2 separate regions of the Gossypium hirsutum genome follow, and region 1 is linked to region 2. Evidence: chromatin contacts called from public Hi-C data. All regions are on one chromosome and are shown on one strand. Each heading gives the region's core, a stretch centred on a gene start, on an enhancer-like site or on the middle of the called end of the contact. The rest is flanking DNA. Distances are from core to core; before and after follow the strand shown. Region 1 holds the start of LOC107917551. Region 2 holds the start of LOC107917732 (probable serine/threonine-protein kinase SIS8).

What was found. Hi-C and Micro-C count contacts between places; a contact is called where the count stands out from the background.
Region 1: a Hi-C map of leaf shows a contact between it and region 2, with 2.1 times the contacts expected there. The contact joins the promoter of LOC107917551 here to the promoter of LOC107917732 in region 2. A contact is called at or near these places in 5 of 34 Hi-C or Micro-C datasets (anther, hypocotyl and leaf).

Annotation. Positions count from the first base shown.
Region 1 is chrA09:48,413,614-48,418,743 of Gossypium_hirsutum_v2.1, forward strand. LOC107917551 reads right to left here and starts at 3,397. Exons shown (of 5, transcript XM_016846879.2): 1 at 3,266-3,397; 2 at 3,044-3,158; 3 at 2,746-2,962; 4 at 1,753-1,893; 5 at 1,158-1,537. The coding sequence starts at 3,345. The coding sequence ends at 1,413.
Region 2 is chrA09:48,240,613-48,245,986 of Gossypium_hirsutum_v2.1, forward strand. LOC107917732 (probable serine/threonine-protein kinase SIS8) reads left to right here and starts at 1,872. Exons shown (of 13, transcript XM_041076088.1): 1 at 1,872-3,153; 2 at 4,774-5,211. The coding sequence starts at 2,659.

The sequences.
Region 1 (5,130 bases), core at 2,147-4,646, 170 kb after region 2:
TAAATATAACATAAATATAATCTGAGTCTAGTTTTACTTAGGCCAAGAGTAATATTCAAGTAAAGCCCTTCTAATAATGACTAAGATTTAAACTTGATCCAAATGCTTTGAGAAAAAATCCATGTTCACTTCTTTCAATCATTTGTTGGTAAAATATTTATATTTTATATTATAAAATATTTATAAATTGTAATATATATTTATTTTTGATATATTAATATAAATGTTTTAATAATATATTAAGAATATTATTTAAATTTTAAAATCATTATGGTTAAAATTTATTACTAAAATAAATTTGTAATATTAAATAATTTAATAAAATAATAAATTGAATTAATTATATTATTAAATACAAATAATAAATACGTATGTATAGTAATATTGAACATTATAATATTTTATTTTAATATTTTTAAAAAATAATATTAAATATTTATTATTAATATAATAATATTAGGTTGAATTCAATTTTTATATAAAAATAAAATTATGAATAAATAAAGTCTTTTCCAAAAAAATCAACCTATACTTTTCAAAAAAATAACTTCATTTATAAGAAAAAAATTCGCTTATATTCTATTACTATGTAAGTCATTTTTCATTTACCAAATTATTTCCTATAAAACAAACATAAAAAATTGCAAAGAAAAAAAAATATTTTTCATAAGTTATTTTCCACACACCTTAAATTCAAACATATTTTTCATTAATTTAGAAATAAAATATTTATTTTGTATTATAAAAATTTAAAAAGTAATTAAAAGTAAAATTTAATTTTAAATAATTACAATTTATTAACCATTACCCTAAAACCAAAGCAAACCAAATGCAATAAAAGCCAAATAGATATCATGATAAGAACTACAATATCTGTACTCAACAAATATATAGTCTTCATAATTGTAAAATTTTGCACTTAATCCCTAAGATATTATCTGCTTTGTAAAATTTAGAATCTGGTTGTTGAAGTGTTGAATCGATCACATCATCAGCTTTCAGTTTGACCAACTTGTTCTAGTCAATTGAATAAATTATTAAAAGAATAAAATAGAAAAAGTTGAATTCATTGATCCAATCTGTTATTTCACATTAATACTCCGACTAATTCCCAATCTAGTCTGGTTTTGAAAACAGGGCATAATAGGCACCTCACATGCTTAAATCTCTACATGTATATCATAATTGATCATCAAAGTTTTTCAATATGAGATAGAAGAGTTGCAACAACTATTTGCACCATAGAAGAAAAACTCCAATCCGTATTTCTACATCTAGATCAGTTATACATATTGACAGAAAACAGGAATAAAGATTCCATTCATAATAACCAAAATTAGAAACTTTGATGAACATATATCATAGCAGTTAGCATGAGTTAAGTTTAGAACTTACTGCAACAAGGACTAGTATCAATGCCAGTCTACTATTCCACCAAAGGTTGTGGAGCCAACCCCTTCCCATACTTCGCCATAGCCAACTTCCTCGCTGTCCACGCCTTCCATGTCACAGTCCCACCACCCACTACCATTTGCATCTGCCACCATGGTAACAAAACATTCAAATTTCTTACTTTTACTATCAAACAACAACCAAAGCTTACGCCTTTTTCATCATTTTGAAGTATTTTCACCGTTTTCTTTTTCTTTTTTTCAAATTCTGTTAGGCATAAATTAAGTCCGAATAGTATAGGTATAAGAGATGACTAACTGAACAGAAATTTGAGAAATTAGAGCATTAACTATTACTTACAGTGATTATAATGGGGCTTTGGTTTCTTGTTGCTTGTAGAACACTCCTTTCTTCCACTTTTCTTTATGTTTTGTGGATCATCATCACCTTCCTCTCCCAGGACTAGAAAAGACTTCCGTGTTCTTCTTTGTTCATCTACTCCTGATAATCCACACAAAGTCAACCAAAATTTTATAACTCCTTATGTAAATCAAATTCCAAACAGTTAACAGTTATGTCAAATTCATCAAATTTCCTATATGGCAATAAGAGATGTTGCAAGCAGGGTGTAACTGAGTGGTGCTGAGCTCTAGCTATAAGAAGTGGAGCTCAAATTTGACTCAGAATTCGAGGCTCAGATACTTTATTCCAACTCCTCAAAATTCAAACTTGATTTGGGATAAATTTGAACTAGTTATTTATTTAATAAATAAGGAGCTAGATTCTCGTACTTGACTTTAAGTTCAAGTATTTGTGCTTCAACTCGAATTTGATATAAAACTTTCAAAAAATAATTTCGAAGCTACTCAAATCAAGTATCAAAATACTCATTCAGTTGCTCAAACTACTCAATCTTGAGTCAGTAGAATTAGAAAAAATTTCAAGTTGGAAATTGAATAACTTGCAAACATACTTACAACCAAACTGAAAACAGAAATCTATGAAGGTTGATAACTCATCATCACATATTTCCACTTGATTCGAACTCTTTATTTTCCTTAAAATATTTTGTCCAACATTTTTATTAAACACATATTCAAACGTTCATATACATATGAAAAACTTCAAAGAAATGAATCATACTCAAGTGAAAACACATGTAGATATCTAACACCAACCTTCGAGTCTAAATGATAAAATTAACACATCATTTTTAAGTGACATCTGAAGCTAATTAACACATCTTTTTTTATTACTTGCAACCTATTCTTTGCAAATGTAAAGCATAGTTTTTCATATTAAGGTTTCTCGCTAAAAAAAACAAGAAAAAGTAGAACACACAGCATTGAATACCTTCAAACGGATTCCGTCTTTTTCTTGAATTTTCTTCTTCGCCAACAACGCTTGAACTTAATACAGTATCTATTTTCTCAGAGTTATCTTGCTTGAACTGCTCAAAAACAACTTTATTAAGACCATCAATTTTCTCTTCTTTCTTCCTTTCGTTCTGCTTGTCAATAGATTTCCCTTCATTTGAAGATAATAGCGATGAAAAAGGCCTTGATTTCTCCTACCAAAATTTGGGGTATTGTTATAAAATTCAAAAGAAACAAAAACCATTTTCTGGGTAACTAAAATGGTGAAAAAATACCTGAACAGTTTTGGGAATACCAGAATTTCTGGGTAGCTTTTGATTTAGAAAATCTGATAATGATATAAGCTTCTTCGAATCTTTGCAACGCAAATCTTTCTGTACTTCCTTGGAACTAAATTCGTAAACAATTTTTTACCCCCCAAAACAAACAGAAAATTAGAATGGAACTCTAAAAACGAAAGAGAGAAGAGAGATAGGATTGATTCGAGTTTTGCTTACGAATGGGTACGACGTGAGAGAAACGATGAAGCAATAGAATACTGTCCAAAACCCCTAGTCGGAGTTTGCTTTGAATTCATTCTTCTTTTTCCCCTACTATTGTGCTTCAATTTTTTATTTTTATTTAATTTGATCTGTATGTTTTTTCGATTTTCTCTTTCTGGGTTTTGGCGCCAAATGTTTTTGAAATTTTCAAGTTGTTTCTGCACTCGCGGTAAAAACACTAGTAGAAGGAGTTAGAAATAATAACCACTGTTTCAACAAAGTTTACTATTCAACCTAATTAAATCCAATTATTTAATTAAAATATGCTGTTTTTAGGATGTTCAGAATTAACCGATCGAATCATTCTAATTCGGTTAATCAATTTAATTTGGTCGGAAGTCAATTAACATTTTTTAGAATTTTACTTAACGGTTAATTCCGTTTGAAATTGAATAATTAATCAAATTAACCGAACTTAATAATATTAGGCTATTACTAATTTGGTTAACTGAAATATTTCGTTCGATTAATTTTTTAAAAAATTTTGGTTTAATTAACAATTAAAGAATTAAAAAATTTTATTAATACTAATTCAGTTCAGTTAATCATTTGAACACCCCTAACTGTCCTTATACTTTTATTACAATTTTAAAACATTAAAAAAATATTTAAAAATTATAATTTAATCATTTAATACTTTCTGTTAAATTTTACTTACTGACGCCGGAATTTGTCGAATGCCCCCCATGTTAAATAACCAAAAATTAAAAAAGTTTTAGTAGCTTTGGAAAAAAAATAATGCTCTCAACTTTGCAAAATTCCGATAACAATGGGTAGGGAGTCGCTCACCCCGACAATGATCGAAATACCAAAAAAGTAAGGTTTAAAGTGAACAGTGTTGAGGAAGACACTTCTATGGCTGTGGATCACGAACCACAACCAAGTATGACATGGAAAGAAAAATTGTTGGGGGGCCATGGTGCTGCTTCTGAATCTGTTCGTGATGGGCCTTCTGCAGATAATGAGAATGAATTCGAACTACTTGAAGGGGACGTCAATATGTCAATCATTGATGGGATTCCTGCTATCGATTTTTTGGATCGTGTAAAGGAAATCTTCTTCAAAGAAATGGAGTTGACTATCATTGTTAAGCTTCTAGGACGAAATATCGGTTACAACGCACTTTATAATTGAATCATTTTCCTTTGGAATCCTGCAAATTCTATTAAGATAATGTATATTGCTAATGGATATTTTTTGGTGAAATTTCAGGATCCTAATGACTATAACAGAATTTTATCTCAGGGTCCGTGGACAGTTTATGGTCAGTATCTGACCGTACAACCATGGACTAAACATTTCAGCCCCTTGCAACCTTACCCGAGTGTTGTGATAGCGTGGATACGATTGCCTAATCTCCTGGGATATCTTTATAAACGGAAGATCATCGAAGCCATCGGGGGCCTCATTGGGAAGGTGGTTAAACTGGATGTGCAGACTGACAATCAGATGAGGGGTCGGTTTGCTAGGTTAGCTGTGTATCTTAATCTTAATAGACCTTTGGTTTCGCAGGTCCTTGTTGACAGAATTGCTCAATGTGTTGAATACGAAGCCCTCCTGACCGTGTGCTTCGCTTGTGGTAAGTATGGTCACGTAAAGGAGATGTGTAATTCGGCTGTGTCAAGCCAAAACCTCACGGGACTAGCGAACAAGACAGACAAACCTCATGCCGATCTAACGACCGTGGCGGAGTACTCTACTTCGGTGGACAGCATAGATGGGGAAAAATCAATTTCTGTTAACAGAGAGAAGGGCCCAGAATTTAGGCTGTGGATGTTGGAAGAGAATAAGGCTTCACGGCGAGGAAAGAGAGATTCCAC
Region 2 (5,374 bases), core at 622-3,121:
TTAATTTTTTAAATTATATATAACCACCTAACATTTTAATTAAAAAATAAATAGAAACTATTTAAACTAATTAAGAACATTATAAAAATATAAAGAGTAAATAATGTTAGAAATTAAAATATAAAATTAAATTTCGATTTTAAACACATTAAAGGGACTAAAATAAAAAAAAAATTAATCATTTTATAAAGCGCAATAAAGAACATGGTGGGTGTGCGCCACGCATCAACAAAAGACTTTGGACTTTCCTTTAATATATATGTATATAGATATTGAAATTAACTAATTTTATATTTAAACTAATTCTTTTATTCGTGCAATACACATATTAATTGTGTATTAATTAAAATATATTAAAGATTTTCAAATTCACCCTTACCATAAGTCTATATTATATTTTAAAAAAATATATTGAATCAATCGAATTTATAAAAAAATAGTATATTTAAAACTATTACATTATACATGCATTCAATTGAGATTAATTAAATATTATTTCTAAAATCCGACTTTGAATATAATAGATTTCAATCAACAATTTTTAGATCGAATTGGTGATCGAATCAGTTAGGTTATTGATTCGTCGATCCGATCAGTTTAATTAAAATTTATATTAAAAAAATCCAATTCAGCTGTCGGTTCAATCGATTTGTATCAATTCTCAATTTAATTGATTTAAAGTTACTTTTTGAACCAATATCTCAATCGGTTCTTGATCCAACCGATCTAACTGACCGATCCAGTCCGATTCAAACAATATTAATTTTAATGTACAATTTTTTTATATATATTGAACTGATTAAATATTTTTAAAATATAAACTTAAGTATGTATATGTGTATGTATTAACTATATAAAATATTTATTTGATAAGTAGAGTTTTTATTTATATCAAATTTCTTTTATAAGGGTTACTAGATGTATTAGATAAATTCTTTCAAAGTACATTTGATTCTAATTTTTATTATTACAAAAGTTTTCATTGTAGTTCACTCAAAAACAAAATATTTAGATAAAATTTGAGTAACAATTGTTGTTAGTCCCTGTACTTGGATAAAATTTAAAATTTAATTTCTATAATTAAGAGGTTAAAAATTAAGTCTTTTTATTTTTAATTTAAAGTTTTTAGTTCAAATCATTAATATTCTTAATACTTTTTTGTCAAAATTTGTCAAGTTGGCATATTGATAAGACTGTTTTCGTATAACATTGAATATGATTGACAACAAATTAAAAATTGTAAAATTGACAAATTTTGACAAAAATTACAAATAACGATAATGATTGGACTACAATTTTTAAATTGAAAAAAATAAGAGGATTGAAATTTTTAGCTTTTAAAGTATAGAGACTAAATTTCAAATTCTAGATAAGTATAGATACTAATTGCACATTTTAACCTTAAAATTTTACAAAAAATGAAAAGCTTTACAAAAGCGGCCGTAATTTGTTATTGCTTTACAGAAGGTGTAATCTTCAAAAAAAGAAAAAGAAAACATTTTTTTTACTTTCCATTGCAGTAAATTTCATGGCAATAGCAGTTAGAACAACTTTTTGGCTTCAAACTTGGTATCGAATAGAAGCTGACAAAACGAAAATCACGTTAAAAATAGGCAGAAGAAACCCAAAACCAAACAATAATAATAAAAAGTAAATGACTTTTTTTAATCCTCTAATTTTATAAAAAAAATTATTTTAACCATTTATTTAGTTTTTTATTTTTTAAAATCCTTAAATAATTATTCACCACAAAGAACAGAAAAAAAGCATCAGCAAGTCATTGAAATGAAGTTCATGGTTAAATATGATTCCATTAACCTCAAATTTCCAACTCATGCCACCACCTTCCAAGTTGTAAGCAGAGTTTGGGGACGACAAGAATATATAGAGAGAGATAGAGATAGAGAGAGAAAGAAAGAAACAAAGAAAGAAAAAGAAAGAATTTTTGCCACCAAAAACTGGAAAACTTTTTTTCCTTTTTCATTTGGGACCTCGAAAATCCTTGTTGGCTGTTGCCTCTATAAATCAAGTGGGTCAGAGTTTGTTGTTGTTTTTCGAGAGGTCCTACAATCCCACTTGTTAGTCCTTTGCTCCTTCTCTCTCTCTCTCTCTCTACCCTCTGTTTAGTGTTTACCTTCACTTGTTGTTTTTAAATATATATATATTTTCCAAACTACTCCCCTTTTCTATGCTTTCTTCTCTACTATCTATATCCGAAAAAGGAAGATCCATTCTTTTTCTTAATCTGGGTATTGGAATTTTTTGTTGTTTTTTATTTAGTTGTTGAAGTTGAAAGAAAGTGTTTACTTCTTTGTATGCTGTTAAACTCTTCTTTTTTTTTTTGGTGGATTTCTTTGTATGAGGAAAGTGGGGGTGTTTTCTTTGAACTGAAGTATCTGGGTCTTTCTGATATTTGACTAACTTTGCTTGGTTGTTTTGTGATTATGGTGGTTTTGGATTTTGGATTTGATGGGTTGATTTTTTGGGAAATCTCGAGAGGTGGAAGGTAATTGGGTTTTTTTAAAAAAAAGGGGGTTCTTAAATTTGTTTCTGGATTAGTTTGAACTTTAGATTTCATGCTTGGTCCAAGACAATGGAGATGTTTATGGCCAGATTTTTATTTCTTTAGCATTGGCTGCTATATCTTAGTGAAATAATATGAAGAACTTCCTCAAGAAACTGCATATGATGTCTAATCAATCGGAAGATGTACAAGGGTCAACTTCATCGAAGAGTAACAAGTCCAGTGATGTATCATCATCTAGTGATAGGCCTTTACAGTCAAGGCCTCATCATAGTCCTGACAACAATAAACCATTATCTGTTCTTTCCAATTGGTTAAATTCAGTTGCTAATAGAAAAAGTCCCAGTCCACCATCTTCTTCAAATGTGAAGAGGGAGGAAACTATGGACCCTGCTGATTTAGCTACTACTAGTGCTTTAGAGGCTGCTTTGGATGCAGTAAGGCGTGATTCAGGGTCTAGTAACTCAAGGGATCCTGATGTAGAAGAGGAATATCAGATACAACTGGCTTTGGAGTTGAGTGCCAGAGAGGATCCTGAGGCAGCTCAGATTGAAGCTGTTAAGCAAATTAGTTTAGGCTCTTGTGCTCCAGAGAATACCCCAGCTGAAGTTATTGCATATAGATATTGGGTATGTTTCCCTCTTCATTCCTTTCTTTAATCTAATTATCTCGGTTGAGTTTAAGCAATTTATCCAAGTATATACTATAGGTTTAGCTTTAGCCAACTGTTTTGCATTGCATGAAATGTATATTATCTTTTCTCCTTAATTTATTTATATTTCTTTTCTGTTTCATCTTGAACTGCATGTAAACTTTATTTCGTAAATTGGAAAAGTTTGGCATATAAATTTCTGGCATGACGGTAATTTATGCTTTAAGGGGAGAAATACTTTCAAAACCAAATTCAATAATGTTCTGAGGAGGGGTCTCCCTTGCGCTTGTGGTGATTGTGAGTCGTGATCCTTTTCATTTTTTCATTCCACTAAGAAATATGATTTAAATAGCATCATCAAAGCTTAAGCAAAGTTTCCAAATTCCCTATTAGTGCCGCTTTACATTTATCATCTTCCCAATAGAAGGCAGTATTGTGGTTCAAGTCACTGGTGACAACCTTTTGCTAGAGTTGGTAAAATGTTGAGAAGGCTTATCATTGAAACTAGGTATATGCTGGCAAAAGTCTAGGGACATCTAGTTTCATAATCTTCGATTTTGATGGCTTTTTTTTAGGAATTAGTATGAGGGTTTTTCATTTTGGCTAGTTGTTTATTTCTTGTCTGTTGGTTAATCTTATTGGACTTGAATTTATCCCATTTAGATCTAGCCTCAAGGTTTATTTAAATCATCGTCTGACATTCTGTTCTTTTAAGTGTTAAGTCCATAATCCATTTATTTCTTATCATCAGCTAACATAGTCAGAAACTGAAATTGGTCTTTTAGATAAAGCTCTTTTGTAAGTTTATCATTGCTGCTTCTTAGTTGAATGGACATACTAAATTATATTTGTAAGCTCATGGATCCTTTCAATCCATTGTGAAAAGCATATGTTTTGAGACTTTCACTGTAATAGTCTGGTTTATGTTTTACACTGAACTCATGAACTTTGCTTATTTTGTTATTCTTCCAAGAAATTAAATGTGCAAGTCGAGCAATTAGAGGGTTGAATAAAATCTCGGTCTTTTTGTTTTCCAGTTGCTTTAGATTTAAGTAATCTTGGGTTTGGAATTTTGAATTTGATATTTTTGGGGGTTGGGTTCAAGCTGTTGTTTTTTAACTTTATTTTTTAGGATTCAAATTCAATTAGATTTGGATTGATCTTTCAAATCAAGGAAGATTTTATCAACTGTTGTTAGATTATTCCAGGTCATATTTTAGTGAACTTGTGGTGTACTCCAAAATTTGATTTTTGATGTCATATAAATAAGATATTCATGGCGCTAAATATTTTAAGTGATTCTCGGTAATTATGGTTTTAACTTATATACAAAGGTCATCTATAACTCCAAAAGTCAGAAGTGGTTTAATTGCTTTTCTGAATGGTTAGAATTTTATTGAGTGTTTAAAAAAAAAAAACATTTGAACATTGGATTATTATGGCTAAATTTGCTAGTGTATCATTTTGGATTTTCTGAATATCTACTTTTGATTGCTAGATTCCTTCCCACTGCCGAGTTAGCTTTCTGGGGTTTATTTGCTATATGTTTATTCCTTGCTAACCCAGCTCATATCGTAGATTTGTCCGTGCTTCACAGAATTATAATTCCCTTGATTATGATGACAAGATCCTGGATGGCTTTTATGATCTGTATGGAATTCTAACTGAATCCACTTCAGAAAGAATGCCTTCACTTCTTATTCTGCAAGGGACGTCGGTGTTGGACAATGTCTCTCAGGAAGCAGTTTTGGTCAATAGGGCTTTTGATGCAAATTTGTTGAAACTTGAACGAAAAGCACTAGTGATGACTGCAAAGTTAAGATCAGAACCTTTGGCTTTTGTAAGCAGCAATCTGGTGCAAAAACTTGCAGTTCTAGTTTCTGATTATATGGGTGGACCTGTTGCTGATCCAGACAATATGTCACGAGCCTGGAGAAGTCTTAGTTACAGTTTAAAAGCTACCCTGGGCAGCATGGTTTTGCCTCTTGGCTCTTTAACAATTGGGTTGGCTCGTCATCGTGCATTGTTATTCAAGGTATTTGCCCCGTTTGTTTATTTTTCTTTTCTTTTTATTCAGGTGTTAGCCTGCCAAGTGCTAACTGGATTTCTCAAGATTTACAAGAACAATGAAAAAAAATAATTCCATACAACCTATGCCATGTTGTTGGAATTGACAATTAGTTCAGTGATGTTGATAG